Linked DNA regions of Pan troglodytes: region 1 is linked to region 2. A link is a contact called in public Hi-C data. All regions are on one chromosome and are shown on one strand. Each heading gives the region's core, a stretch centred on a gene start, on an enhancer-like site or on the middle of the called end of the contact. The rest is flanking DNA. Distances are from core to core; before and after follow the strand shown.

Region 1 (5,981 bases), core at 1,476-3,975, 940 kb after region 2:
CTGCTGTGCGCTTGCTCTCCCTAAATACTTCCCAGTTGGCAAGCGCCAAAGAACACAAAATAGCCTCCAAGAGCACCGGCAACCATATAATCTCAGTGCCCCGCTCCTCCTTTACACCCCCAGGGAGGGAAAGTTGGAAGCCCAGTGAATGGTCGAAGTCCTTTCTGAGCGCAGCTTTCAGGATTAAACTTCCCGGATTCGAGGTAAGAGTCAGTCTCTCTCACTCTCTCTCCCTCTCTCTCTCTCTCTGAAATACAAGCCAACTCAGCTGAGCACAGTGACGTTGGGTTGCCTCGATGCTCACAAAGTACTGAAATCGCCTATCCAACTAGCTCCCACTGCACTCTGTCGCCCTCCCCCTTCTCTCTCCCTCCCACCCTCCCGACCTCCCTTCCCCCCACCCCAAATTTCCACTAGATTTCCCGAACCCTCAAATCACAATACGACTCTCAACCCAGACCTGCAATAACTCCCTCCTCTCTACCCCTTTCCCAACCTCCATCCATCTCTGCTTCTCTGAGCAAGCGGTGGCTGCAAAAACTCCTGCACAAATCATTTCAAACGCGGTCGGCTTCTAACCGGGAAGTAATCTCAGTGACGCTGGCGGTGCAGAGAACCGAGTCTGGACGCACACACACAAACACACCGCGGGCCTCCGCAGCCTTGCAGACATTCTCTCCAACGCTGACCTCGAGAAGGAGAGCTGCCTGACCCCGCCTGGCCGGCGCTCGCCTTCCTGACATCTCCCCTCCACCCCCTACTCATCACCCCTACTCTCAACGACTCTGGGGTGAAGGCAGGGTGAAGGTGCATTGGGATGGGGGCCGAGATCAAAGATGCTAAGAAATCGCTGCGGGCCCCCACCCCCCACCCAGTGGGGCCACCAGACCTCCCCTGCTCCAGGTGTACACAAGGCAGTGCCCAGTTTTATTAAAATAATCAAACAGTCACTGGGGACTGGCTAGGGTTTTCATCTCCACTGGTCTCCTCTCCTTGCCCTTCCCCTCTCTGAGATGTGTGTGTGTTTTTTTTTTTTTTTTTTAGGGTGAGTTGAAGAGGTCAATAAAAGCATAAACACAGTCAGTAGGTCTCAGCCTGAGCAGACCCAGATTGGGACACCGAATATTGGTGCTTGGAGTAAATGTCAGGAGTCCTGTTCTGTTTCCCATCCTTACCTCCTGTACCCCCATCATACTGATTTTTCTAGGGTTCTGATAAGAGACTTGGGCCTGCAAGTCAAGGTCTGGAGAAAGGGATGGAGGGAGGAGAAATGCCCCGAGATCAGCAGCTGTGTAACCCTCTGTGACTGCTCTGCTAAAATCCCAGGCCAGGCCATTGCTGCAAAATGCCAAAGTGGAGAATCTCCAACCCTGAATGTGGGGCAACCAGGGAGAAAGCCAGCCCTCCTTTGCTATGGTGCTCACTCCACCTTCCAGGTTTGTTTGCAAACAGATCTTTTCCCTTTGCCCAGGCGATTTATTTATTTGTGAAAACACCCTCACCCTCCAAGTCAGCTTGGAGGCCTTTGGGCTTGCTAACAAGGCGACCCTAGGCGGAAGACACGAAAAACAAACATGGCATCGGAAGAAGGCTGAACCGCTACATCTCCAGTAGAGGGAAAGGGAAATCCAGAAAGACCTTCCCAATCCCTTTAGGTTCTCAGAGATTTGGGGATAAAATTAATTCCCATAAATAATCTTCAGGCCCCTCCAGAGAGGAAAAATCTGGACTCTCCCAGGTAATAGCCCAGCCAGATTTGCTTAGCTCATTGAGCACAGATGGTCTGGGCCACCAAGCAAAATAGGGATTTTCAAACCTTTCGAGAGAATCCATTCTTGCCAGGTGACACACGAAGCCATTCTTATTTCGTTCATGAAAAGTAGCAGCACAGCAAGAGAAGATTCAGCAAGACCAAGACGGGGTGAAAAGCCAAGGAGGGCCAAGTGCAAAGAGAAACCTATTTCCCCCCTTAGTCCTCCGGGGTGAAACTCACCTCCAACTATCCCACCTCTTCTTTGTAGCGCAAAAGCCAGGAGTGCGCCTCGCTGGAGAGGAGGGCTCAGGTGAAGACTTTGAAAAGGACCACCAAAAGAGACCTCTTTAGGCCAGGTCTTCTTCCAACGTCTGTCAAGAAGAGCACGTATCTCCCAGCTCAAAGTTGGTTTGTGGTCTCCGACAAATTAAATATTACTGTTTATTACCAGGCATACCCCAGTAAAATAAAGAGGCAACCAGGCGATAGCGACTATCTCACCAGCCGCTGCACCTATAGGACTTGGAGACGTCACGAGTCACGCAACCGGCCCGCGCGCTGTCACGTTTGGCTGGGGGGCAGCGGCGGGAGGTAAATTTCTCTCCGTCTTCGCCTATCAGTGCCGGGTCTGCGCAGCCACAAGTCCCGGACGTCTTGGCCCCGGGAATAAATAAAGACATAAACCAGCCCGGCTTTCTCCGGAGAAATGAGGGTGATGAACATAAGACACAAATAGAGCCAAGATCGACTTTCTTAGGAAGGGGGAGAGGAGGGAACTCTTCACGAAGGGAGGTGGGAGTCCACCTCAGACCTCTATTGGAAGGAAATCGAGTTGTTCCGGGGGACCGAGGTCTCTTGCATAAGGCATGGGATCCTTATTATTATTATTTTTTTAAATCCCCCGCGGAGGAGCTCTTGGCAAATGAATACCGAGGCGCCGCTCTAGCTGGTTAGGCTGGGGATGCGATAACTCAGTGCCCTCTTGCAGACTTGCATAGAAATAATTACTGGGTTGTCGTGGAGGGGACACGAGACAGAGGGAGTTCTCCGTAATGTGCCTTGCGGAGAGAAAGGTCCAAGAATGCAATTCGTCCCAGAGTGGCCCGGCAGGGGCGGGGTGAGAGTGGGTGGTGGAGTAGGGGTGGGAGTGGAGAGAGGTGATTTCTGTAGAGAATAATTATTGTACCAGGGCCCGCCGAGGCACGAGGCACTCTATTTTGTTTTGTAATCACGACGACTATTATTTTTAGTCTGATCAATGGGCACAATTTCTAAGCAGCGCAGTGGTGGATGCTCGCAAACTTTTGCGCACCGCTGGAAACCCACTAGGTTGAGTTGCAAAACGTACCGCGTAGACGCCCCTGGTGGCGCCGAGAGAAGAGCTAGGCCTGCCCAGCACAGAGCCGGAGAGCGTCGGGCCTTCCGGAAGGGTAAGTTCTCCGCCAAGTGGTCCCGAGGGAGCTGGACGTCTGAATCTGGACTTGCCCCCAGCTTCGGGGTTCGATTCTGGGTTTTGCGCGTCCCCAACCCCCAGGGCTTTCCGAAGCATGGCCTGGCTCCAGGCCCGGTCCTGTAAGGACTGGAACGGCAGCAAAATGTGCAGGGAGGCAGTCGGCCGGCAGAGCTGCGGCGGGAGCCAAGGTCAGGCCCGCGGGGAGAGCGGGCAGCTTCCAGCGCCGGCCACAAGCTCCCAGGCCAGCTGGGCCGCAGACCCCTTTGCTTCCAGAGAGCACAACCCGCGTCCTTTCTCTCAGCCAGGCTGCAGTGGCTGCCCCGAGCTTCGCTTTCGTTTCCCAAGTTGTTAATAACGATACGTCCCCAAATCCGAGGCTCGTGTTTGCTCCCAGATGCCAAGAACGCAACCCGAAATCCTTCTCCCAAACCCTAGGTCGACGAGATGAGTTCCTACTTGACCTCTGAGCCGAGGTGGGCCGGAAACCGAGGCCTAGGCCCCGCCGGGGCTGCAAGGAAAAGGCGAAACTCCGAGCGTAGCGTCTTTTCCGTGTGGTTCCTTTCTCTGGCATCCCGGACCGCGGGCCCTGCAGCCACCTGGACCGGCGTTCAAAGGATTCTGCAAGTCCAGCTTCACAGACTGGCTTTCCCAGACGCTCCGAAGCCCGCACCACGAACAGAATAAAGGAGAGACGAGAGATCGCAACTAGATTTGAGAATCCTCGTTCTTTTCCCCAATCGTTCGGGCAGTAAACTCCGGAGCCGGCTACAGCGCGCATCCTCCCTTCCTCCTTTAGGAGGACTGTCGCTTTCCCGAAGCTGCTCCCAGCTGGGCTTTCTCCCGAAGTTTATTTTTCTCATTTTGCAAAATTCCTGCCCTGATTTTAATACTGCAACAGGACAGCAGAGGTTCCTCTTTAAAAAGTCAAAACCCAAACCAAAGGGGCCCATTGCTGTTGATAATTTTTTTCTTCACTTTCTCCTTCCGTTTTTAAGAAAGACACTTCCAAAACTACCCATTGTTTTCCTCTCAAAAGAGAACTCGCTTTAAAATGCATCCCTTTCTATTTCTCTCCGGATATGTCCCCACCTGACCCGGTGGCAACTTGTGGGGCGTGGGGGTGGTGAAAAATAGAAGTGTGGACGGGGCTGGGAAAATGAATAAGAATTATAACAATAGAAATGATGACAAAACTAAACTTTGACCAATTCAATTTGCAAAAGAAAGGGTTGGTCTGAGGGTGAGACATTCCCTGGTTTCTCAAGGGGGTCACTTTCCCTCTCACCGAGTTAAATCTGGCTCTGTTATATTTTTTCCAGGAACACAGTATGTCTCTTCCCAATGTTTTATTCGGTTTCTGGTTTCCCCACTTTTGACCGGAAGTATGTGGGAAGGATACTGGCTGTTACTATTATGATTATTGAGTGTCCAATACTCTCCTCCAATATTTCCACCAAGAATTATTATCGCTGCTCTCCTCATTCATGTTAGTGTTGCTTTGTGTGCTTTAGATGACAATCGTCCTCTTTCCTCTCCAAGTTTGGAGGGTGAGGGTTTTTTGTTGTGGTGGTGGTGGTTGGGTTTTTCTTTGTTTTGGTTTTTTTGTTTTTCCTGTTCAGGGTAATGAAATGAGAACTGGAAGAGGGGATATCATTTCGAGGCCCAGCTGAGAAGGATCCCAATGCTAAAAATTTACACACTTCAAAGAGCAGAAAGGTGGAAGCGTGTGCTGCTTGGACACAAGGATGCCACTGTTCTTATCTCCTCCAATTTGGGAAGTGCCCAGCCTAGAAAGGTGAGGGTCCCATCTGGGAGACCATGGAGTACCCCCAGGGTCACACTGAGCCTAAGAACTTCAACCATCCTGCAGGTCAAAACCCACTGATAGGTCTCCCAAAATGTTTGGGGTAGGGGGAAGAAACATAGGGCATTCCAGGTCTGTAACCCTGCAAGAGAGAGACTCGAACTAATATGTCTAGGTCTGGGGTGAAGGTGGGGGGCCTGTCTGGATACCTCCTCCCTCAATTGAAGGGCTCGTTGGAAACATAGGAACCCACTGCTCTCTGGGACTCTGGAAAGACAAATTTTCTTTGGCAAACGGAACAGTGTCGCGCTGTCGACAGAGCAGACTATTTTTCTTGTTCCCTCACAAGGTGGGGGTGGGGGGAAAGAAAAGGAAGCAAGAAAGAAAGGGAAATTAAGTCCACACGTGTTAAGCTCGCTCAAAGGGCCAGAGTCAAAACCAGAGATGAAACTTCGACTCCAGTTCTGGCTGCCCGCGGGCCTCTTTCCAACCAGCCAGGCCTCACAGAGCAAGGCATCCCCACTGGAGAGAATTCGATCTGATGTTTCATAAAGCGCTTTATTTAAGGAGAAGGGGCATGGGTCTGTCTCCAAGTCTACGCTGCAGAAATCCAGAATTTGTAGCGGCAAAGAAAACAAAGGAGATAACAATTGTAATCATAATTACCCTCTTTATGAAAACTCATCTTGATGTCCTCCAAATCAAAACAACAATTCAGGCAATATTCAAGCAATGGCCAAAATCATCCAGGCCATTAAATCATCCAGGCCATTGTTTTACAAAATTCCTAAGGTCTGACCAGGCTTTCGGACTTGGGCCTAGCTGGGTCAAGAGAACCTGAAATGCTGTTGTCAAGAGACTCTGAAATCACCAGTTTAATCAGGACAGCTAATCTCTACATCCTTCAGGCCTCTCTTTTGGGGAGAGACTTTCTTGAGAGAGGACACTATAGGACTCAGCTACAGAGCTCT
Region 2 (5,906 bases), core at 1,839-4,338:
GAGGAGGGCAACTTGGAAAAGGCTTCTGAATTGGAGGAGGGTGAGGCAGAGCTGGCACGTCTCAGATCCCCTGTAAAACCTGCTCCAAAGCCACTTCTCTTCTCTAGCCTCTAACCCCCTTGCCTTGCCCTAGAACTGCCTGGGGCTGATGAGCTCCAAGCTCAGCACAGACAGCACACCGGGGGCCAAGTAGGGAGTGCCAGGCTGGGCACGGTGGGAGGGTGCTAAGGCCTAAGGCTAGTGAGGGGCCCAGGCTTCCTACCTGAGTTGAGGCTGCCCTCCTTGAGGCTGGATGAGCTCAGGTAGTCGTCTTTGCACACGAACTTGTTCTCGTCGATGACGTAGAGCTCCTCGCCGGTGGACAGCTGCTTGTTACACACCATGCAGGTGAAACAGTTGAGGTGAAAGACTTTGCTCCGGGCCTTGCGCACCAGGTCGCTGGGCGAGATGCCTTGCGCGCAGCCGGCGCATTTGGTGCCAAAGCGCCTGTGGACACAATGTGCCCGTCACTATGGGGTGGGACTGCATCCAGCCCTCCCCAGCCCCTGACCTCTTCCCACCCGACCTGGCTTCGGTGAAGTCCCCATTTCCATATCTGTCAAACGGAACCCCAATCCTGAGCGCTCTGGCCAGAGTGGGAGAAGTGGGACAAATGTCCTGAGCTGCTTTTGGGACTGGGACTGCCATGCCTCCATTGGGACTTTTCAGATTCTCCTGAGCTGGGAAGGGGTGAGCAGTGGGTGCAGCGTTCAGCCAAGAAGAGAGCCCAGAGCACCCCAAGATGTCCTCCCCCAAACCCAACCCCTGCCAGGCCTGCCTGGGCTGCTGCAGGCAAACTCAGAGTCCATGAATGATTTGAAGCCAGGCGGGGAGGGTTTGGGCCACTTGGTGGCTTTGCCTCCTGGATCCTTTCTAGTCTGCTGGTGCCTAGCTAGGGCCAATCTGCCTGGCTGGCTGAGCCTAGCCATGAGGTGGGGAGCCCTTCTCCTAGGCTGGAAGGAGGAAGCAGAAAGGAGGGAACCTTCCACTGTTTTCCAGTACCAATGGAGAGGCTTTCCAATCCACCGCTCTGGGACCCGCTGGAGCTAATCAGGAGCTGTGGACAGCAGGGCCTCATAGTGATGGACCCTAGAGAGCAGGGATGAGTTTCAGCCCCCCTAAACCTCTGGCCTGGCAGGCAGCAGGGGAATGTGAATAGAGGACAATCATAGACCCTGCAAGGCCAGGACAGGAATCTCTCAAATCCCTGCTTTCCCGCGTTCCTGATCTCATTCCTTTTCTTTCTTCTTTGAGCTCAGGGAGAAAGCCAGCCTCCCCCGAAATAGGAGATGGGTGAGGCTCAGGTTGGGGGTGGGGTGGGGGAGGACCCAGGACTCTAGGGACCCCACATCTACTCACACCCATGTCTCTAAACAGGGCGAATTTGGGTGACATTGATGTAGTGAGGGCATTAGAAGCCATAAGTCACTTTTGGCCTTATCCGGCAGCGTAATTGGCCATATGCACCTTATCAAAAATCATTAGGCGCTTTGCAAGCACTGCTACATTAGGGGCATCGGGCCTCCGGGTCCAGGGAGTTAACACGTGTAAAGGAGCGGCTGACATTTTCTCCCATTCAAATTCCCAGTGCGGAGTCGCTGGGGCCGGCAGGCTGCCTTTCTCTATGGCGTGATTCACGCCCCCATTCCTCAGCGCGGGGAATTCCTGTTCACAAAGCCGGCTCTGGGTGCCCAGAGGAAACAGGCAGGGCTCAGCTGCCCCAAACTCCACTGGCTTCCAGGCTGGGGAAACTGAGGCCCACAGAGGTGATCTGCCCTGGCCAGCCAGAGGGCCCACAGGGGTAGGGGGGCTGGGGAGGTGCCACAGCCCAGTCTAGACCCCAGAGGTCCTGATTCTCAGCCTCGATTTCGTTTCTGCTTTTCAACATGGGAGGAAATGTTTAAGGGGTTGGGAGGTGGGTGGGGGAGGTTCTCTCCTCCCATCACCAGGGGAGACCTTCCTCGCTGGGTCCCCTCTGGAGCTGAGAAGTTTCTGTTTGGGATTGCGGCCGATGGGCTCACACATTCTGCCTGGAGCGAGAAGCCTTTAGGCGTCTCTAACTCATGCGAAAATCCTTCCTCTCTCTCGGGACGGGGCTTGAAGCTTCTGTCTTGGGGTTGCAGCTGCTTGGAAGGGGCGGAGAGGAGTGGATACCAAGTTTGTCAGGGCTTCCTCCCTCTGCCCCGCCAGCGCTCTGAGCCGGCCTCGAGCCAACGTGAGGCAGCGAAGCAGCGTCCTTCTTCCTCCGCCTGGGCTCGGGACCTTTCCTGGACCAAGGACAGGAGGAGAGCAAAGTGCTGCCCGCTCCCCATCTAAGCTTGTGATCCGGGGAGGCTGGGATGGGGATGGGGGTCTCCCCTTCCCCAGCGCCCCGGTAGAGCGCGCTCAGGGTGGGCGCGCAGGCAGCGAGCGGCGCGGCCTCTTACCTGAAAAAGTCATTTTTGCAGTAGAGCTTGCCCTCGCGCGAGAAGCACTTCTCCGAGAGGTTGGTTTTGCACTCGCAGCACTGAACACATTTGATGTGCCACGCGCGGTCCAGCACGTTCAGCAGAAAGCGGTCGAGGATGGGCCGCTCGCAACCGGCGCAGTGCACCATCATAGCCCCGCGCCCCGGCGGCTTCGGCCGCCTTGCCCTCCCTTTGGGCCCCTGGCCCTCGGGCCTGCCGGGCCCTCCGCTGCCCTTCGCCTCTTGTCTCAGCAGCTGCAGGGCGAGTCTGGTCCGGACCAAGACTCAGCCGGTCAAGTCCTTGGGCAATCTCTGGCCTGGCGCTGGGCTGCCCGGAGTGGGGTGGTGGGAGGCGGGTGGCTTTCACAACCTCATGCCACGGGCCGCACGCCCCGGCGCCTGTTCTGGGCTTCCCCAGGTATCTCGGGTGGCTGCTGGCCTCGGCGCTGCGGAGCGGCTTTCCCCGGTGGCGGAGGCGCCGGCACTTTCCCCCACTTTCAAGCGGTCCGGATCCTCATCTTTGTCTGGTCGCCGCGTAATTCGCGCATCCTTATTCAGATTTGGTGACGTGGCGCTGCACGTAGGGGGCCCAGCGGCCAATGGGCGCACCGTGGCCATGGCAACCTCTTAAATTTATAGCATATCTAAATTGGCTACAGCGTTGCGGTCCGGACAGAGCAAAAAAAACAAGGCATCAGTATTGTTGAGTATTAGCTTGTACCTGGTTCGGAGGCTAAGTAAGTATTTACCTTCCAGTTTGGGGCTGACGGGGCGGGGGCAGCGCGAAACGAAAACTGCGTCTCTCTTCCTCTCTCTTTCTCCTCACAAATATTTGGGGGTCACGGGTTCCAAGGCCTAGTCCGGGAGGTACCCCTGCCCCCTTCGCCATCCCTGGAACTTGCAGAAGTTGCCCCACGCCCCACACTTCGCTCCCCTTCTCCAGCCCAGCCAGCCCAGATTGGATTCCCCCACCCCCGCGCCCCCTCTGCGCCCTGAAGCTGCGTCAGCGCGGTTCTCCCGGCTCCCGGAGCCGGCCCCGGCTTCTTTTTGTCATACACGGGGCTGGGGCCCAGCCGGGCCTTTCTCATGGAGAGAGCTAGTGGAGACCGCGCGGCCTGGGTAGTTTTCCCCGCCCGGCCGCCGAGCCCAGGCCCAGGCCCAGGGTGGGGAGGCGGGGGAGGAGGAGGGGTGCCATTTGGCCTGGTCCCGAACTCCAGAGTTTCAGGCCTGAGTGCGCTGCTCACGGGGCTCTGAGGGAGATGTGGACAGGGGGAGATTCAGGGTGGACGGGTCTTCCCGCAGACAGCTCGGAGGTGGCACTCACCACGTCTCTCCTTTCCTCGCTGCACCTTCCAGATTCCAGGTCAGCCTATGGGGCACTGTGGTGAGTGGGTCGTACGGCTGAGGCGGGGGACACCAGCGACTATGAGAGCGCTGTTTGTATTCACGCCGTGCGGGCTGGGTGTGCAAGTTCGTCCCCTCATTGGGCGCAGGAGAAGTGGCGCACGTGTGTTCCGTGCTCGGCAGGGCGCCCAGAGTGTGAGGAGAGAGAGTGTGTGTGTGTTAAGGGGGAGGGGGGATGTTGGCAGGTGTGCGTGAGGAGGGGGTGTGTGGGTCTGAGTAGAAGGGACCAGGCCTCCTTTCCCCTGGGGCCAGCGTGGCCACCAGGGATCCTAGTTGGGGAAGCCGGGAATGGGCAACCAGGATTTTCCTTTCGCTTCTGGAAAGGGGGCTGAGGGAGTAGGGCCTGGGACCAAGGGCTGGAGCTAGAAGGGTTTGTGCCAGCACTTGGCTGTGAATGTTTGTTTGGGTGTGTTTCCTGAGCTTGTTAGTGTATACTCGCTGTTTGAGAATTCCATTTTTGCGTCTGTTTATTGTGTTAGTACCATCAATCCTGTGAGTAAATTTCTGCGTGTGCGTTTTCGTGTGTGCAGATTCTTGTGTTTGTAATTGTGTGTGGTCCTGCTAATGTTTGTGTTTATCACTGTGTGCACTTTTATTTTTGTTGGTCTGTGCCTATGTGTGTTTGCTTATTTGAGGACGCATAAATGTGAGGGTGTTTTCATGTGTACGTGTGCATTCACGTAAGAGTGTTTGTGTCTGTGTTTGCAAGCATTGATGTGAAGGTGTACTTTGAAAAATCTGAATGTGTGTGTTTGTGTGTAGGTGAGGGCGTGCATGCTTGAGACCCTGTGTGTATGAGACTGAGCTGGCTTGGTTGTGTTTGTGAGTGCAGAATTCTGAAGAGCTATGTTTGTGTGCCAGTCGCTGTGTGTGTGTGCCTGCAAATGTGTGTATTTGTGCAAACAGTAGTTTTTTGTTTATGCAACTCCTGTAGGCTTTTGTGTGTGTGTATGTGTGTGTGAGGGGGTTATGTTTGTATTTGTGTTTGTGTGTGTACTCCTAGCTGCGCTTACCTTTGTGGATTCGGAGGTTGAGGGAGCAGGATTTGTGGATGCCTGCGTTGGGGCTCAGGGATGCCCACTTGTCCCCCTTCCTCTCAGGCCTAGCACTGTCCGCCACAGTATCTAGGGGAGGTGATCTTGCTAGGGACAGGGAATTGGTGAGTGCTGGTTACAGAGTGGAACATTGACTCACCAGCCAGCCCGCTGGAAAAGGAATCCCTAACCCGGGCAGCTTCTGCTTGTTGGTGCTGTTACCTGACCCTCTAGCTTGTCAGGGGACAGGGATCTACAGAGCATAGTAGTAACGCTGGTTAGAGCCCAGCTCAACCAGGAACAGGCAGGATGAATCTCACTTGGCCTCCTAGGCTCGGCCATGAGAGACTTCAAATGGAACTGCAGTTTCTGGCAGCACTTGGCCCTGCCCGCCTGGGCTTAAAGGATCCTTGAGCTCTGGCAGGGGCAGAGCTGGAAAGAAATAAGAACCCGAAGAGGAGAGAGGTGCTCAGGCTCCCGGCAGAGGTGAACTGTGCTGCCTTCTCCGTCTTTGTCTCACTAGGCTTTTTCTGTCTCTCCCGAGTTCTCACCACATCTCTGTTTTCCTTTCTGTCGCCGTTTTTCTCTTATGCTCAGAATCTGTTCTCTTTCTGTTTCATTTTCTCTTGGTTCTCCCTTGTTTTCTTTCTCCATTTCTCTCTCTCTCTTTTTTTTTGTTCTCCTCCCCTGGCCTCTCTGCTGGAGCTTCCAAATCCAGCATCCGACTCAAAGCTGAGATGAATGCTCCTTATTTTGCATCGTGCAGATTTTGGGGTGTGGGGGGAAGACTTGCACCCCCACCACGTGCTTCATGATCATTCAGAACCTCCATCCAACCGCTCCGCTTTCTTCTCTGCTCCAGACTAGGCACACTGAGCCCATTCTCCCCCAAACCCCACAAAATATGCAAAGTGCCCTGTCTGGTGTGTGTTTCCAGCCCAGGCTTTGCCCACCCTTTGGTGGTGGCTGGGGGCCTGTGTACC

Evidence for each region. A called contact is a pair of places that touch in the nucleus more often than the background predicts.
Region 1: a contact with region 2 is called in a Hi-C map of induced pluripotent stem cells, with 6 times the contacts expected there. The contact joins the promoter of TBX5 here to the promoter of LHX5 in region 2. A contact is called at or near these places in 2 of 7 Hi-C or Micro-C datasets (induced pluripotent stem cells and stem cell-derived neural progenitor cells).

The regions. Positions count from the first base shown.
Region 1 is chr10:121,229,843-121,235,823 of NHGRI_mPanTro3-v2.0_pri, forward strand. TBX5 (T-box transcription factor 5) reads right to left here and starts at 2,726. Exons shown (of 9, transcript XM_509400.9): 1 at 1,994-2,726. It overlaps LOC134807512 (a long non-coding RNA gene), which reads left to right and starts at 2,851. Exons shown (of 2, transcript XR_010148159.1): 1 at 2,851-3,183; 2 at 3,642-5,981.
Region 2 is chr10:120,293,324-120,299,229 of NHGRI_mPanTro3-v2.0_pri, forward strand. It overlaps LHX5 (LIM homeobox 5), which reads right to left and starts at 3,089. Exons shown (of 5, transcript XM_001153819.5): 1 at 2,466-3,089; 2 at 263-486. The coding sequence starts at 2,638.